Linked DNA regions of Mus musculus: all the other regions are linked to region 2. Evidence: chromatin contacts called from public HiChIP or PLAC-seq and promoter capture Hi-C data. All regions are on one chromosome and are shown on one strand. Each heading gives the region's core, a stretch centred on a gene start, on an enhancer-like site or on the middle of the called end of the contact. The rest is flanking DNA. Distances are from core to core; before and after follow the strand shown.

Region 1 (2,700 bases), core at 120-2,619, 150 kb before region 2:
GGCTAGCCACTCAGCTGTGTCTGGGGTGCCTTCTTTGTCCTAACGCTCAAAGCAAGGATTCTTCTCTTAATACGGACATGGAAGTGGGGGCTCAGAGATGGGCGCTAACTTGCCAGAACCATCCAGCCCAATTCAGATTGACAACTCCAGCCGGAGAAATCACATAGGAATCCCACTCATTTTTTTTCCTTTGCTTTTCTGGTGATCCTAGGGATTGGACCACGGGGGTGGGGGTGGGGGTGGGGGTGGGGGGCCTTAGCCATGCCAGGCCTGCACACCTCTGCTGAGGTGAATCTCCAGCAATTTTGATCACCGATTCAGATGAGCACACAGTGAGCCTAGACTCGCTGTTAGGGTGGAGTGGGGGCCGCAACTGGGCTCCCCTCCCCCACCACGGGGCCATCTCCATGGGCCCATCATTTTTGAAATTTCAAAAAGCCCTGGATGGAAACCTTTGGGTTGGGTCTCTTCAGCAGTGGCCCAGGTGGGCAGGTTATCAGCTGGAGCTGGCGCCTAGCTCCCCAGAGGACTGCCCAGCACAGCTTCCATGAGAAAAGGGGTTTAGGGGCTGGGGTAGATCCTGCTGGGAACCGTCAATGCTCTCACTGAGGGGTGCTGAGGGAAGGAGCTGGGCCTGCTGAGACCTGGGGGAGCCCCTCACCCTCACCCCACCCCCACAGCCGAATATCCCCTCTGATCCTGGCCTGGGGTTCTGGGTGTGTTTTACTTAACACTAGCTCCCCACAGACCGTTCTTTTCTTCCTCCAACGGTAACATACTTACATATAGCTTTTTAAAAAAAAAAAAATAAGTAGGATTAAAACTGGGGGTGGTGATGTAATTCTGTAATCCCAGCACCCTGGGAGGTGGAACCAGGAGGATTAGGAAGTCAAGGCCATGGGCTACAGGAGACCTCAGTATAAAAGGATGTAGCCCCGGGTGCAGAACACAAGGCTTAATCTGAACACACATGCTCACATGCACCCTGCACATGCAAAGGGATAAAGGTGAAGTCATTGGTTCACTAAACACCTCTAAGATGTAGGGTGATTATCCCAACATTTTACAGATGGGGAGCCTAGGTCTTGCTTGGTCACCATGCCCCACCCCACCCCCAATCTTTGAGAAGCCTGAGCCTGGTTAGATGATGACTGTTCCCAGGACGCTACCTTGCCCGCTCCCCTCTCTTCTCAAGCTTGTGCAGGGCTTGGCCCCTTGAGGGAACAAGCGACTGCCCTCCAGAAGTGGGTGCAGGCAGAGAGAACTCAGTTGCTTCTGGGCCTGGCAGGCCAGGATGTCATCCAGCAGGCTCTGGAGCTGTTCATTAAGAAGGAACGGGGCCTGGCAGGCCTGCTGTTTGAGGGAAACAATGAGTCAGCCCTGGAAGGAGAAGGGGGTGTGAGTCAGCTTGAGCAGGGAGGGGGAGTGGTACCCAGCAACCCTGGCCTCCAGCTTTTCCCAAGCTAGCTTGGCCTATCGCCTCGCTTGTCCTGCTCTGCCCCCACTGCCCACCCCACAACCCTTGGTCTTCAGGAGGTTCAACCAATTTCCTTTTTCTGTTATTTGGCTGTGATAGGAAAAGTATTGAAAAATAGAAAGTGCCCTAGAGAGGAAAACACTGAAACCTGAAACCCTGTGGCTGGTGAGTGCCAACACCGCAGTTGGAGGTGGGTGGCTAGCCAGGATTCATCCCGGGCCCCAGTCCCAGGCCCTGCTGGGTGATGCCTTGAGCCCCTTTAGTTGAGGTGGGACTTGAGTAGGGCTGTGGGTGACAGCTGTAGACCACTTAGAGAAGGACAGGTCCTGCAGGAGGGTCACTGGCCCCGGCCCCTAATGGGAAGCTGACTTCCTGTTTATATTTATTTAATTCGTGTATTTGTTTACTTATTACTTGGTGCTGGGGATGGAATGTAGGATCTCATGCAAGCCAGACACCCATCCCCCAAGACTTCTTAAAAAGATTTCCAAGCTGGGTGGATGGGGGTGCTCTTTTAATTCTAGTATTTGGCAAGGCAGAGGCAGGTGTAAGTTTGAGGCCAGGCTGGTTTTCAAACCCATGTCTCAAACAACCACAACCACAATAATAATATAAATAATATAGTTTATATACTAAATAATAATTAATAATGATTAATTCTGTTGTCAAGCCCCCATGCTTTTTCATGTAGTCCCAGGGTCTCCATCAGAGCCACGTGAAGACATAGCACAAATGCCTCAATGTGGATACTCCAGGCGAATCTTTTAGACAATAGCAGGTGCCACAAGCCACCCCAGTGGTGCCCTGCCCTGCACCTCCCATAGGCCAGCCACTTCTTCCCAGTTACCCAGGAGAGAATGTTCTTTCAGCTACAGCAGGGCAGAGGGAATTGACTAAGTTACAGAGCACATTGATTCGTTCATGCAGAGCTTCCTGGGGTGCCACTGAGTCAGACTCGGAGATGGGGCCGTTGGGGAGGCCCAGGACCCGGAGAGCCAGCTGTGAGAACAGATAACAATAGAGCCCCAACCTGACAGAGCCTTATCTGCACTTTGTACAGAGAGGTCCCCGGGGGGCCTGAGGGTCAGGAGGTTTTCTAGACAGAGCTGGGTCTTAGCTAGGCTTGGGCTCTCTGGGAGGCCAAGGCAGGAAGATTCAAGAGGAGCTTGAGAAACTTAGACCCTGTCTAAGACCATGAAAGCCAGACATGGTGGGTGGTGCAC
Region 2 (2,700 bases), core at 94-2,593:
TTTCTAATTTGTGAACGTGGCGTAGAACAGCCCCCTAGCGCATAAGCTATTAGGCTAGTCAACGGAGATCATGTTCAGGAGTGTGTGCTCCTATAGAAGGTGTCCCTCTCTACCTCTGCTCTTGGTATGTGTATCTCTTTATGCCTTCCTCCTTGCTCCTGGCCAAGCTTCACCATCATCCTCGTCCCTCTGGCACATAGTGAGTTAACTCCTTGGTCTCCATTAGGGGCGAGAGGAGGGGTCTACACCTATGTGGGTCTCCAGAGAGCTCCACATCACCTCGAGGGCAACATTCATCCATACATTGCATTTGCCTCTTTGACTCCTCCAGAGGACGAGGCGCCCAGTGGGGGAATTTTCAGTCCCTTCTGAAAGGGACCTCTCCTGAAAGCCGGGCTGGGCAAGCACAGGTAGTAGTAGAATATCCTTGAGCCCCACCCAGGGCCTGCGCCCTCCCCTCTCCTTCTCTTTGTCCCTTCCCTACTCCAGCCTCGCCTTGCCTGAAGCTGTGGGACACCCAAGGCCCCAGTCCTGAGAGCTTCCAGAGGGGCTGTAACCCTGGGTGCTGGTCAATGATTAATACTGAGCAAACTCAGGACCAGGCGAGGGCTCCCAGCAGGGCTGGGATCAGACAAAGGCCCCCCTGTCTGGCTGAGACACCATCTTGGTGAACAGTTACTGATTACCCTGTCAACTCCAGCAGAGAGGTGGGGTGGGTGGCTGCTATCTCGCCAGGGTGGAGGGTGCTCTGGAGGTGGGGGAACGTGGGTGGGAGATGGGTTAAGCTCTTGAGCTCCGGCTTCACTTTTATGAGCTGCACGGGGTGAGGCTGGTAGCATGAGGGTCTGCGGTGCTCAGGGTGTTTCCGTACCTGTCTGTCACAGGGTTGAGGAGAGACAGGTGCCTGCCTCCAATAACAGCTCTCGGCCACTCCCTTCTAACGTTCCAACACTTCCTCCCTTCCTTACAAAACCGGTTGTCTTCTTTGTGCTGGGCCATAGAATCCCCCTGGCTGCCCCACCACCACTTAGCCCCACAAACTTCTATGTTTTCCGCCTCACCTCGAAATGTTCTTAAAAATTCTTCCTCCCTCCCTTCCTCCTCTTCTTCCTCCTTCAGGAACCTCTGTCAGTTTCCTACCTTGTCATCCTGGTCTCCTCCTGCCTGGGTCCCGTCTGCTACATCTTACCTTAATGGTGCTCATCTCTTTCCAGGGTCTTCCTGCACTGGGCACCCTCTGCTTCCATGTCTTGCTGCCCAGCCTTCAGCGCACCACAGGTGCATGGCCTAGGCCAGCTCTGCCTGGCAAGTCGGGGGACTTCAGTTCCAAGGACAGAACAAGTAGGGAGTGAACAGAGTGCCAGGAGAGCTGGAGGGGCCCGTGGGACTCCTCCACACCCCTCGCTTTTCCTCTAGGACTAAAGACTGGAGATTAGGAGACAATGGGCATACCAGTGGGCACAGTTCACCCTGCACAGAGATGCTGGTGTCTATGATGTCCTTCATTGACAGAGCCACCTCGCCGTAGGCAAACACCCCAGCTAGGCATAAGGAGTACCTTCTGAGGGCCTGAGGGGGAATGCCATTGGGAGGTGAGGGGAGCTCAGAAGACCCCGTGGGGGCATTCCACTGCCAACTGCATCCCCCACTATCCTGGTCCTGGAGTTGCCTTAGCTTGTGAAGTTCATTAAGTCCAGACTTGCCCTGAGGACCTTAGCGATGAAGAACAAGGGCACCGAGACCCAAGTGAAAGGCAGGGAGAGCGAGGGCGAGACTAGTAAGTGGGCTACAGTGGGTGGATAAGGTGAGCGCCCAGGGGCCAGCTCCCCGGAGGCCAGCTCCTCTCTCCCTTGCCCAACAGGTTTTCTGGGCAGAAAACTCAGCTCCTAAATCTAATCTCAACAGGAGGGCGCCACCTGCTGTTGGGGAGGCTAATGTGCCCCTTGCAGATTGGACTGGAGAACTTGGCGTGGAGGCTCCTCAGGGAACAGATGCTCAGTTTGGGACTGTAGTGCATGGACTGAGCCTAGAAGACTCTCAGCAGGCTTAACTGCAAACCATGAGGCGCCTCCCTCCTCTTTGCCTTCTACGGCTCCACTCATTCCGGCCACCCTAAGGGAGTCTCTTGTCTTCAACTGGACCTCCAGTGTCCACAGCCCAGTGTCCTCAACCTCCTTCAAGGCTTCTTGTAAGAGCTAATATTGGGACGGGGGCTTCAGGGCCAGAATTCTTTCCCAGAAGCAAGCAGGGCTCAGCCTGCCGCTGGAGCCGGGCCGCTCTGAGATGGGCAGGGTGGGCTCCGCTACATCTTCCGCTGAGGAGTTGGGCTGACACCTTTGTGCCTCCTCCTAAAGGCCTCTTGGCATGTTTCTGCTCTAGGCAATAGCTGGGGACCCAGGTTCCCCTCCAGGACCACCTTCCCTGATACCCTACTATCTCACAAGACTGATTCCTTCATGCCTCACTAAATTCCTGCGCGACCTTACTGATTTCTAACGCCCCTTGCCTGGCTCACACATCTCTTCTGACCTGTCCAACTTCATTTGCAACACTCTTTCATGGTGTGGAACTCTACTTGGTGGGGCTTACTCCACACTCTCCAGTGGGGTTAGCTCCCATATGCATGGATTGCCACCCCCCCCCCCCCTTAGGCTTCGTAGATTGCCGTACTGGGAGCTTCCCGCATTAAATGGAGCTTCC
Region 3 (2,700 bases), core at 150-2,649, 130 kb after region 2:
GATCTGGTTCTCCTAACCCAAGCCTATGCTTGGCTAACAGAGTGTGTGGGAGCAGCTCTCTGCTTTCCCTGGTGCTGTGTTTGGGAATGCTGGGAAAAAATGGTCTGAGTCCATGTTAAAGATACAGAGGGGCCCCAGGTAGCCCTGCAGGCTGAGGATGGAATCCCAATCAATGGCCTAAGCCCCACTGTAAGGAAAAACTTCTGGGGCGGGGACGCAGTGCCACCGTGTGGCCGCCACGCGCGGCTTTTCCAAAGGCCCAAAGAAACACCTATCCAACTAAAGCCTGGTGTTCCAGTCAGCATCCAGGCAGACATGATACTGGAGAAAAAGCTGAGTGTTCTACATCTTGATCCAAAGGCAGCCGTCAGGAAACTGTCTTCGCGGGCAGTCAGGAGGAGGGTCTCTTCTGCCCTGGGTGGAGCTTAAGCATAGGACCTCAAAATGACAAACTTCCCCCAACTAGCTCACACCTACTCCAACAAGGCCACACCTCCTAATAGTGCCCCTTCCCATGGGCCAAGTATATTCAGACCACCACACTCAAAACTCAATATGTATGTATGTATGTATGTATGTATGTATGTATAGGGGTGTGTGTGTGTGTGTGTGTGTGTGTGAGAGAGAGAGAGAGAGAGAGAGAGAGAGAGAGCGAGAGAGAGAGAGAGAGAGAGAGAGAGAGAGAGAGAGAGAGAGAGAGAGGCATGCATGTGCCTCGGTGTTCCTATGGAGCTCAGATGACTTTTGGGAGCCCGGGTTTTCTCCTTCTGCCTTGAATTCAGGGTCAGACTCAGGTTGCCAGACTTGAGTACCAAGCATTCTTTACCTTACTGAACCATTTCACACTCTTGATTTCATTGCTCACAAAACCCTAAGAATCCCTACTATCACCACTGTAAAATTAGTCGGACTACATATATTCTAATCCGTTAAGGGTTTCTTCTTCCTCCTCCTCCTCTTCCCCTTCCTCTTCTTCCTCTTCCTCTTCTTCCTCTTCTTCTTCCTCCTTCTCCTCCTCCTCTTCTTCTTCTTCCTCCTCCTCCCCTTTCGACTTCCCTTCCCCCCCCCTCCTCTTCTTCTTTGCTTTGATTGCCCTTTGCTTCTTTTCTTTGATAAAGATATTTTACTTTGGATTTCTAGGTTACATCTAGTTTTGCTCCCTATCTGACCAGAAAGTACTTCGAGAAGCCACTGTCCATGCCAACTGTAAGCAGAAGGGGCAGATGCATATCTCAGAAGAATATTTGTGGTGGAGCAAATATTCCTCAGAATTGAAACATCCCTTCCGGGAGGGATGTAAGACCCAAGAAATGAACAAAACTGAGCTGTCTCGGGAAGCCTCTGGGACGCATAAGCCTCCCAAGGCCCTGTCCATAGCCCAAGGAGTACGACTGCTCAAGCGTAGTCACAATTGCTGAGGGGAGGGGCCGGACTCACTGACTTCCTGCCCTTTCCCAGAGAGCCCCAGGGCAATAGCCCATTGTCAGTCAGGCTGAGGTGGGTGTGGGACGTAAAACCACTCCAGAAAGTTTGGGAAGATAAAGCAAGTCTAGAGTCTGAGATTCAGGTGACTCCAGCTCCCTGCTAGACTCCTGACTTGAAACATGTGCCATGCTTCTCACATAAAAGAAACATGTCCTACGGTCATGTAGGCCCCAAACAGACTTCTCCATTCTAATGAGGTACCTAGAGGCCCAGAGGGCTCAGCCAATGAGCTTTCCCTTCCCAGACATCCCTTCTGGCAAAAGGCATTTAATCTCGGGCCCACCCTGAGAAGTGGGTACGGTTTACACACTCATTTTCCACCATGACAATAAACTGTTTAGAACCATGGACTGACTCTTTTCATCAAGATCTGCCTGTTGTGGGGTGCCATGAAGAAGGCCTTCGCCTACAGAGCCACAGCCTAGTCTCCTGGAGAAGGCCTCTCTGGGCTCCCAGCCACAACTGCCACCAAGCTTGCTGCCAGGCTAAGGACAATCATCCCCATGGGACAAGTTGGAGCTCCCCTCCCTCACCCACCCTCCACTACGGGCTGGACACCTCTCTTCTGCAACTCCCAGGGCGCCTGGATGTCTAAGAGCCTGAGAACCCCTCTACCTCTGCCTTGTCTCAGGCCCAGGGACCCCTGAACCAGCTCCAGCTTTCTCACATCTCAGACTGCGCTTTCCCACCCTGGAGCGATGCCTCCCTACAGCCCAGCACCTGCCCTGGCATGGGGTAAGCACAGTCAAACTCTCTGAGTTCTGCCCTGTGGCAGAGTGGACAAGGGCCTACGACCCTACTGTACAGTTAGTTTGCCTCTGAGCCATCCACAGTAGTGATGGTTTGTATATTCTTGGGCCAGGGAGCGGCCTTGTACGAATAGGTGTGACTTGGCTGGAATAGGTGTGTCACTGTGGGTGTGGGCTTAATAGCCTCACCCTAGTTGCCTGAAAGTCAGTCTTCCACTAGCAGCCTTTGGATGAAGACATAGAACTCTCAGCTTTGCCTGTGCCATACCTGCCTGGATACTGCCATGCTCCCACCTTGATGATAATGGACTGAACCTCTGAACCTGTAAGCCAGCCCCAATTAAATGTTGTTTTTTATAAGACTTGCCTTGGTCATGGTGTCTGTTCACAGCAGTAAAACCCTAACTAAGACAACAGTGCCACAAGGAACCCAGATACACCCACTGGTTTGCCAGTGGACTTTGGA
Region 4 (2,700 bases), core at 3-2,502, 150 kb after region 2:
TCTGGGGTGGGTTTGAATGTGCTTGGCCTGGGGAGTGGCACTATTAGGAGGTGTGGCCTTGTTGGAGGAAGTGTGTCAGTGGGGTTGGGGAGGACTTTGAGGCCCTCCTCCTAACTGCCTAGAAGACAGACTGCTCCTGTCTTCTTTTAGAACAAGCTGTAGACCTCTCAGCTCCTTCTCCAGCACCATGCCTGCCTGGGATGCTGCCATGCTTCCCGCCATGATGATAATGGACTGAACCTCTGAACCTGTAAGCCAGCCCCAGTTAAACTTTGTCCTTTATAAGAGGTCTTGGTGTCTCTTCACAGCAATAAAACCCTAAATAAGACAGACACCTAGGACCATCTTCACCTGTAAAGGTCTTCACATGTGGGTGGCTTAAAACATGCAAGGGTGGGGATTGTAGGTTTATGGTGACATCCATCTGTAATCCTAGTACTGAGGTAGAAGGATAGAGTTTGAGGCTAGCCTGAGCTACATAGCAACCTGCCCAACATTCTGGGTCACAAAGTGATTTCTTGTCTCAAAAACAAAAACCAAATAATAAAATATAAACAAGACGTGTGAGGGGACAGGGACATTCTGAAGCTCCATGGCAGAGTTTGCCTAGCACACTAAAGACTCTGGTTCAATTCCCCATGGAGGGGTAAAGAGCTCACTCAGACCAGTGCTGGACACCTCATTCCTGCCCACTACTACTAGGCGCCAGGGCTGCCGAGCTGGACCAGGCCTCAGCTGCAAAGCAAGGTGAGGACAGGGTATCTCAGGTCTAGCCAATCACATCTGCAGGACTGGGCCAGACCTCCGTGCTCCGGAGGAGACTGGATGCAGCCTGTTCATTGCCTCCTGTGATGGCCTCTGTGTGCTCCTGTTGCCTTCAGTCCTCCTTGTGCTCAAAGTCTCCGATTTTCAAACCTTTATTCTCCCAACACAATGTTTCTTTAGAGGCAGGGCAGAAGAAGAAACCCGAAAAGCTGAAAGCCCAGCGTCCTGCATCTTACATGGGCCCAGTAGGTACCAGAGTCCAGCTTCGGTCCAGAGCAACTAGGTGTTGGGAGGATGCTGGCCATGTCCCAGGAGGCGGGTCTGTTCTTGGGCTTTGATCCCTGCTCCGGCGTGTGTGCAGGGGCAGGGCAAGTAGTCTCAGACTCTAGAGCTGCCCCCTCAGAGTGGCAGGGGATTGCTCAGCTCTTTGACCTCTGGTAACCTAATTAACTAGGTGGCCAACAGGAGACTGCGCAGATCGCAGGTCGCAGATCGCATCACTCCAACCTCCCGATTACCTGGCCACCACGTTGTGGGCAGAAGAGTCCTGCCTGCCGGCCATGGAACGCCGTGTGAGAGTGAAGTCTTGGGTAGAAGAGAATCGGGCCTCCTTTCAGCCTCCGGTTTGCAACAAGCTTATGTGAGTCGCCAGCACCCGGTGACTACAACCCACCCTCTTTCTTACTCCTCTTCCCTCAGCTGTCCCCTCCCCCTCTAACCTTGCGTTCCATCCACTTGGTGCTCTTCTGGGGAGGGTGAAAACGACCTGTTTCTTCTTTCACTACCTCAGTATGTTCCTCTTTCTGGAGACCACAGACTTGTGGCCATGACTTCTGAGACCAGCTTGTGTGTCTCTGAGGCTGTGAGAGATGAGGTGGCAGGGTGTGACATTCCTTCCTTCCGCAGCTGAAAGCACCTTTCCAACCCACTGCCCCCATGCACCTTGGGGAGAACCTGGTGTTCAATGCCCCGGACTAGAACTTAAGGCCTGGAGGCCTAGAACCAAGCACCTCAACCCTTGGCAAACCCCGAAGCTATGGAGTCAGATGAACAATTCTTTGGATGAGGGGGCTTGAATTCCCAATCTTCCTGCTTCTATTTCCCAAGTGCCACAACACCCTGTTTCTGAGGTGCTGAGGGAAGAAGTCAGTGAATGCTAGGCTCCCACTTTTCCAAACGGAGCTGCATCCCTAGTCCTGGGGATTCTTAATTCAGGGCTCAAGGCCAGGACACAAACACCAGACCCACCCAAGTCTCCTCTAACTACAGCACAGACTGCCTCCTTCCCCTCCCCCTCCCCTCCCTCAGTTCCACAGCAGAGCTTCTTGCACCACCTCCACAGACCCGAACTCCCCGTGTCTGTGTGGCTATAAGTTATTTCCAGTGGGCAGTGTCCCAACCCAAATGGCTCCAGACATTTCCACCCCAATGGGAAGACTAGCCAAGTATATCACATCGTCTCCTTGACTTCTCACATAGCCCCCCATGAGTTGGGATTTAATAAGTAACTTTCCCAATGTCACAGAACTAGAGGGGGACAGAGTCCATGAGCAAGCCCAGGAAGAGTTTGACTACAAAGTCCACGCATGCTCTTGGTCACTGCGCAATACCCCCGTAGCTAACCAGGACAGCCCCCCCCCCCCCCCGAGCCTCCTCTCTTCTGCCACTGCTGCTTTCCTGTTTGGAGCTTTACCATTTTTGTCTCTCTTCTCCACGTCTTCCCTGTCTGCTGTCTCTCATTTTCACTCCTCCCAGCCTTCCTCCCTCCAAGCCCGTGGGCATTTCTCTGATTCAGTCCACATCAGCCTGGTTAGAAGCAACTGCCTGCCCAGCCTCCAGGCCTGCTTACCCCCACGCCCACCCCACCCCCAGCAGACTAGCCTCTAGAACTTCTCGAGTTCGCCATCATGATCCTAGGGCCTCCCTTTATTCAGT
Region 5 (2,700 bases), core at 88-2,587, 240 kb before region 2:
CTGGTAAGGCAACAGAAATCGACCAAGGTACTAAAAAGAGCCTGTCTATCCAGGTGTGGTCCTCAGAGTGCTTTCATGGTGTCTCCTGTTGCCTGGAAACATCAGAGAGGCCTAAAATCCTTTGTGGGAAATAGGTCAATCAAAGGGTGGCAGGTGCTAGGGTTTATGGTGGTGCAAATCCCCTCCAAATCTTGCACTGTGGTGCAGTTCTTTGAAGAAGCAGAAGCAGACTATGTTGGGAAATAACTGCATGTTTGTGTCTTTAGTTCGTCCTGTGTTTATCTGCAGTGTTTCCTGATTGGCTCCCTGTGTTGGGTAAAGGCTGCTGGGATGGAACTGGAGGGAAGTAGTTAGAAATTGTAGTCCCCCCCCCATGCACTCATCCCTTCCCTTCTGTAATCTTCTGATTCACAAGTTAGAAGGGCTGAGCTCACAGCTTATGGCTTAAGAAGGTGTTCTTCAAATAGTATACTTAAAAGACATCCTCAGTCCGTCCCCACCAGCACATTAAGGATTCTTTGCTTAAACACACCTGCCCCTGAGCTAGCCTGGTGCATAGGCCTGTAATGCGAGCACTTGAAATGCAAGCAAGAGGGGCTGAAGTTCAGGGCCATCCTCAGCTACATAGTGAGTTCCATGCCAGCCTAAAACTGATATTTGGGAGGATGAGGGAGAGATGCATGATTCTCATAACGTTCTGACAACCAGAGTTTCCTGGTTAGAGTAACTACTGCTGCGATGGAACACTGTAAGCAAAAGCAGCTTGGGAGGAAAGGGTTTATCCGGCTCACTCTTCTACATAATAGTCCATCATTGAAGACAGTTGAGAGAAACTTAAGACAGGGCAGGAACAGAGGCAGGAGCTGATGCAGAGGCCACGGAGGGATACTGCTTACTGGCTTGCTCTCCATGGCTTGCTCAGCCTCCTTTCTTATAGAACCCAGGACTACCAGCCTAGGGATGGCACCACCCACAATAGGTTGGGCTCTCCCCTATCAATTACTAATTAAGAGAATGCCCTACAGGCTTGCCTACAGTCAGATTTCCTTAACTGAGGTTTTCCTTAACTGAGGTTCCCTTCTCTCAGATGACTTTAGCTTGTGTCAAGTTGACATAAAACTGTCCAGCACACAGGGGAAAGTGATGGACACCTCTTTGAAGGGTGTCAGAGAACCAGGAACAAATCTGACAAGAAAGAGCAGGCCAAGACCAGCTCAGAGAAGACCTGTTTCCAGGGCCTCTCCCAGCTTCTCCATGTTTGTAACTGGAAGGGCCTCTGGGGTCAGGATCACAGCTTTACTGGGAGAGGCGTTGGATTAAACAGAAGAATGGAATTTCCCTTTGATAAGGAAAAGCCAAAAATTAATAAATCAGCTGATTTTGTTGTTGTAGTTCCTATGGTTTCCTTTTCTGTACAAGTATTTTTTTTACTGAGAAATTACATAACAAGACATTAACATTTGCAGAGTACAAATTATCAGCTGATTATTTTTAGACCCAGTTCAGATAAGAACTTCACTTGGCTCGGTTGTAGCTCTCACTGACCTGGGAGAAGGTGGGACACCCCACTGCACATCGAGACTTTCTTAGCCCCTCCTTTAAGGAATGCTGGGTGAAAGTTTAGGACTACTGTATCTGCTCACTTGGCAGGAGAGGGTCCTGTGTATCCCAGGATGCCGTGTACCCACTCTGTAGCCAAGTGACACGAGCACTTGATCCTCCTACCTCCACCGCTTCAGTGCTGGGATGACAGGAGTACAGGACCTAGAGTATGTGGACTGGGAATCCAACTCAGGAACTTACACATGGCAGGCAAACACCCTAACAACCAAGCCATATCCCCAGCCAATCTGCAAACTTGTATTGGCCTAGCCGCATGAGAGAATTCAGAGCTTTGCAGAAGACAGATTCAGTTTGAGGTGAGGGAGCAGCACACAGGGTCAAGTGGAATAAGAGCCTCTGAAGTTCAGTGGCAGGGAGCCTCAAAGGAATATAGTAAGTCTCCTTGGGATTTGCTCATAGCCGCTCCACACATGCTGCTCTTACAGAAGACCTGAGTGTGGTTCCTCGCACCCTCCTCTGGCAGTGCACTGTGTCTTTAACTCCAGCTCTGTGGACCTGGTGCCCACTTTTAGCCTCCTTGGACACAGACAGATACACATATGCACATCACTTAAAATAAAAACACCTTTCTTAAATTGGTAACTTAAAACTGACTGCTCTATTACTTAGGACTTGATTTTATATTTTTGAGATTAAGTCTCATTGTGCTAGCCTTGAACTCTCAGGGATCCTTCTGCCTCTGCCTTCAAAGTGCTAGGATTACAGGCATGAGCCACCAAACCCAATAATATGTTTCTCCAATGAGAAAGGTCATAGTACAGCAGGAGGTAGTTCCTTCCGTATGAATCCAGCCATTAAGTCATTATCTTAAAGACCAGAAATACGCTTTGCTTAGAAGAACAAACAAAAGCCATATCTGAAGATGAGCACACATCGAGTGTGAGACTCAGTAACACAGTCCTGAGTGACTGCGCTGACCATACTGGGACATGTGAACACTTCCCAACAGGGAAGACTGGAAATGTCTATGCAAAATAGGATTGCCAAAGCCATCTGACCCTCATACAAATACAGTGGGGCCAATCAAACAAGGACTTGGTCCTTTCAGTGAGACCATGGCTTCCTGAGGCAAAACCC

Evidence for each region. Promoter capture Hi-C pulls out the DNA fragments that hold promoters and counts their contacts. HiChIP or PLAC-seq counts read pairs in DNA pulled down with a chosen protein or histone mark.
Region 1: an H3K27ac HiChIP or PLAC-seq map of epiblast stem cells shows a contact between it and region 2. The contact joins the enhancer-like site here to the promoter of 8430430B14Rik in region 2. A contact is called at or near these places in 1 of 15 datasets of contacts at CTCF or cohesin (the NIH/3T3 cell line), 4 of 484 Hi-C or Micro-C datasets (CD4 T cells, the HPC-7 cell line, bone marrow-derived macrophages and 1 more), 11 of 115 datasets of contacts at active chromatin or transcription factors (the HPC-7 cell line, the SCID.adh cell line, double positive thymocytes and 8 more) and 1 of 9 other capture datasets (embryonic stem cells).
Region 3: a contact with region 2 is called in an H3K27ac HiChIP or PLAC-seq map of embryonic stem cells, with 7 read pairs. The contact joins the enhancer-like site here to the promoter of 8430430B14Rik in region 2. A contact is called at or near these places in 2 of 15 datasets of contacts at CTCF or cohesin (CD8 T cells and the NIH/3T3 cell line), 2 of 484 Hi-C or Micro-C datasets (embryonic stem cells and urothelial organoids), 17 of 115 datasets of contacts at active chromatin or transcription factors (the HPC-7 cell line, the SCID.adh cell line, bone marrow-derived macrophages and 6 more) and 1 of 9 other capture datasets (embryonic stem cells).
Region 4: a promoter capture Hi-C map of pre-B cells shows a contact between it and region 2, with 2.9 times the contacts expected there. The contact joins the promoter of Haao here to the promoter of 8430430B14Rik in region 2. A contact is called at or near these places in 1 of 39 promoter capture datasets (pre-B cells), 1 of 115 datasets of contacts at active chromatin or transcription factors (effector CD8 T cells) and 1 of 9 other capture datasets (liver).
Region 5: a contact with region 2 is called in an HNF4G HiChIP or PLAC-seq map of pancreatic cancer cells. The contact joins the enhancer-like site here to the promoter of 8430430B14Rik in region 2. A contact is called at or near these places in 2 of 484 Hi-C or Micro-C datasets (CD8 T cells and bone marrow-derived macrophages), 8 of 115 datasets of contacts at active chromatin or transcription factors (the HPC-7 cell line, acute myeloid leukemia, double positive thymocytes and 4 more) and 2 of 9 other capture datasets (adipose tissue and liver).

The regions. Positions count from the first base shown.
Region 1 is chr17:84,147,695-84,150,394 of GRCm38.p6, reverse strand. All of the region lies in intron 1 of Gm19696 (predicted gene, 19696), which reads left to right. Among named protein-coding and RNA genes, the nearest start is that of Gm19696, 7.4 kb to the left of the region's middle. Within about 2 kb of position 1,369, at least 216 of the 459 cell types and tissues checked have an H3K27ac peak or open chromatin away from gene starts, as enhancers often do. A contact at or near this core is called in the HPC-7 cell line, the NIH/3T3 cell line, bone marrow-derived macrophages and 6 more, where this site is marked.
Region 2 is chr17:83,997,195-83,999,894 of GRCm38.p6, reverse strand. It overlaps 8430430B14Rik (RIKEN cDNA 8430430B14 gene), which reads right to left and starts at 1,343. Exons shown (of 2, transcript NR_130994.1): 1 at 1,190-1,343.
Region 3 is chr17:83,864,295-83,866,994 of GRCm38.p6, reverse strand. It overlaps Gm35125 (a long non-coding RNA gene), which reads left to right. Exons shown (of 3, transcript XR_877036.3): 3 at 1,141-2,457. Among named protein-coding and RNA genes, the nearest start is that of n-TIaat17, 3.7 kb to the right of the region's middle. Within about 2 kb of position 1,399, at least 14 of the 459 cell types and tissues checked have an H3K27ac peak or open chromatin away from gene starts, as enhancers often do. A contact at or near this core is called in the NIH/3T3 cell line, embryonic stem cells and pancreatic cancer cells, where this site is marked.
Region 4 is chr17:83,845,342-83,848,041 of GRCm38.p6, reverse strand. It overlaps Haao (3-hydroxyanthranilate 3,4-dioxygenase), which reads left to right and starts at 1,252. Exons shown (of 10, transcript NM_025325.2): 1 at 1,252-1,405. The coding sequence starts at 1,326.
Region 5 is chr17:84,235,963-84,238,662 of GRCm38.p6, reverse strand. All of the region lies in intron 31 of Thada (thyroid adenoma associated), which reads left to right. Among named protein-coding and RNA genes, the nearest start is that of Gm36279, 45 kb to the right of the region's middle. Within about 2 kb of position 1,337, at least 42 of the 459 cell types and tissues checked have an H3K27ac peak or open chromatin away from gene starts, as enhancers often do. A contact at or near this core is called in acute myeloid leukemia, adipose tissue, liver and 1 more, where this site is marked.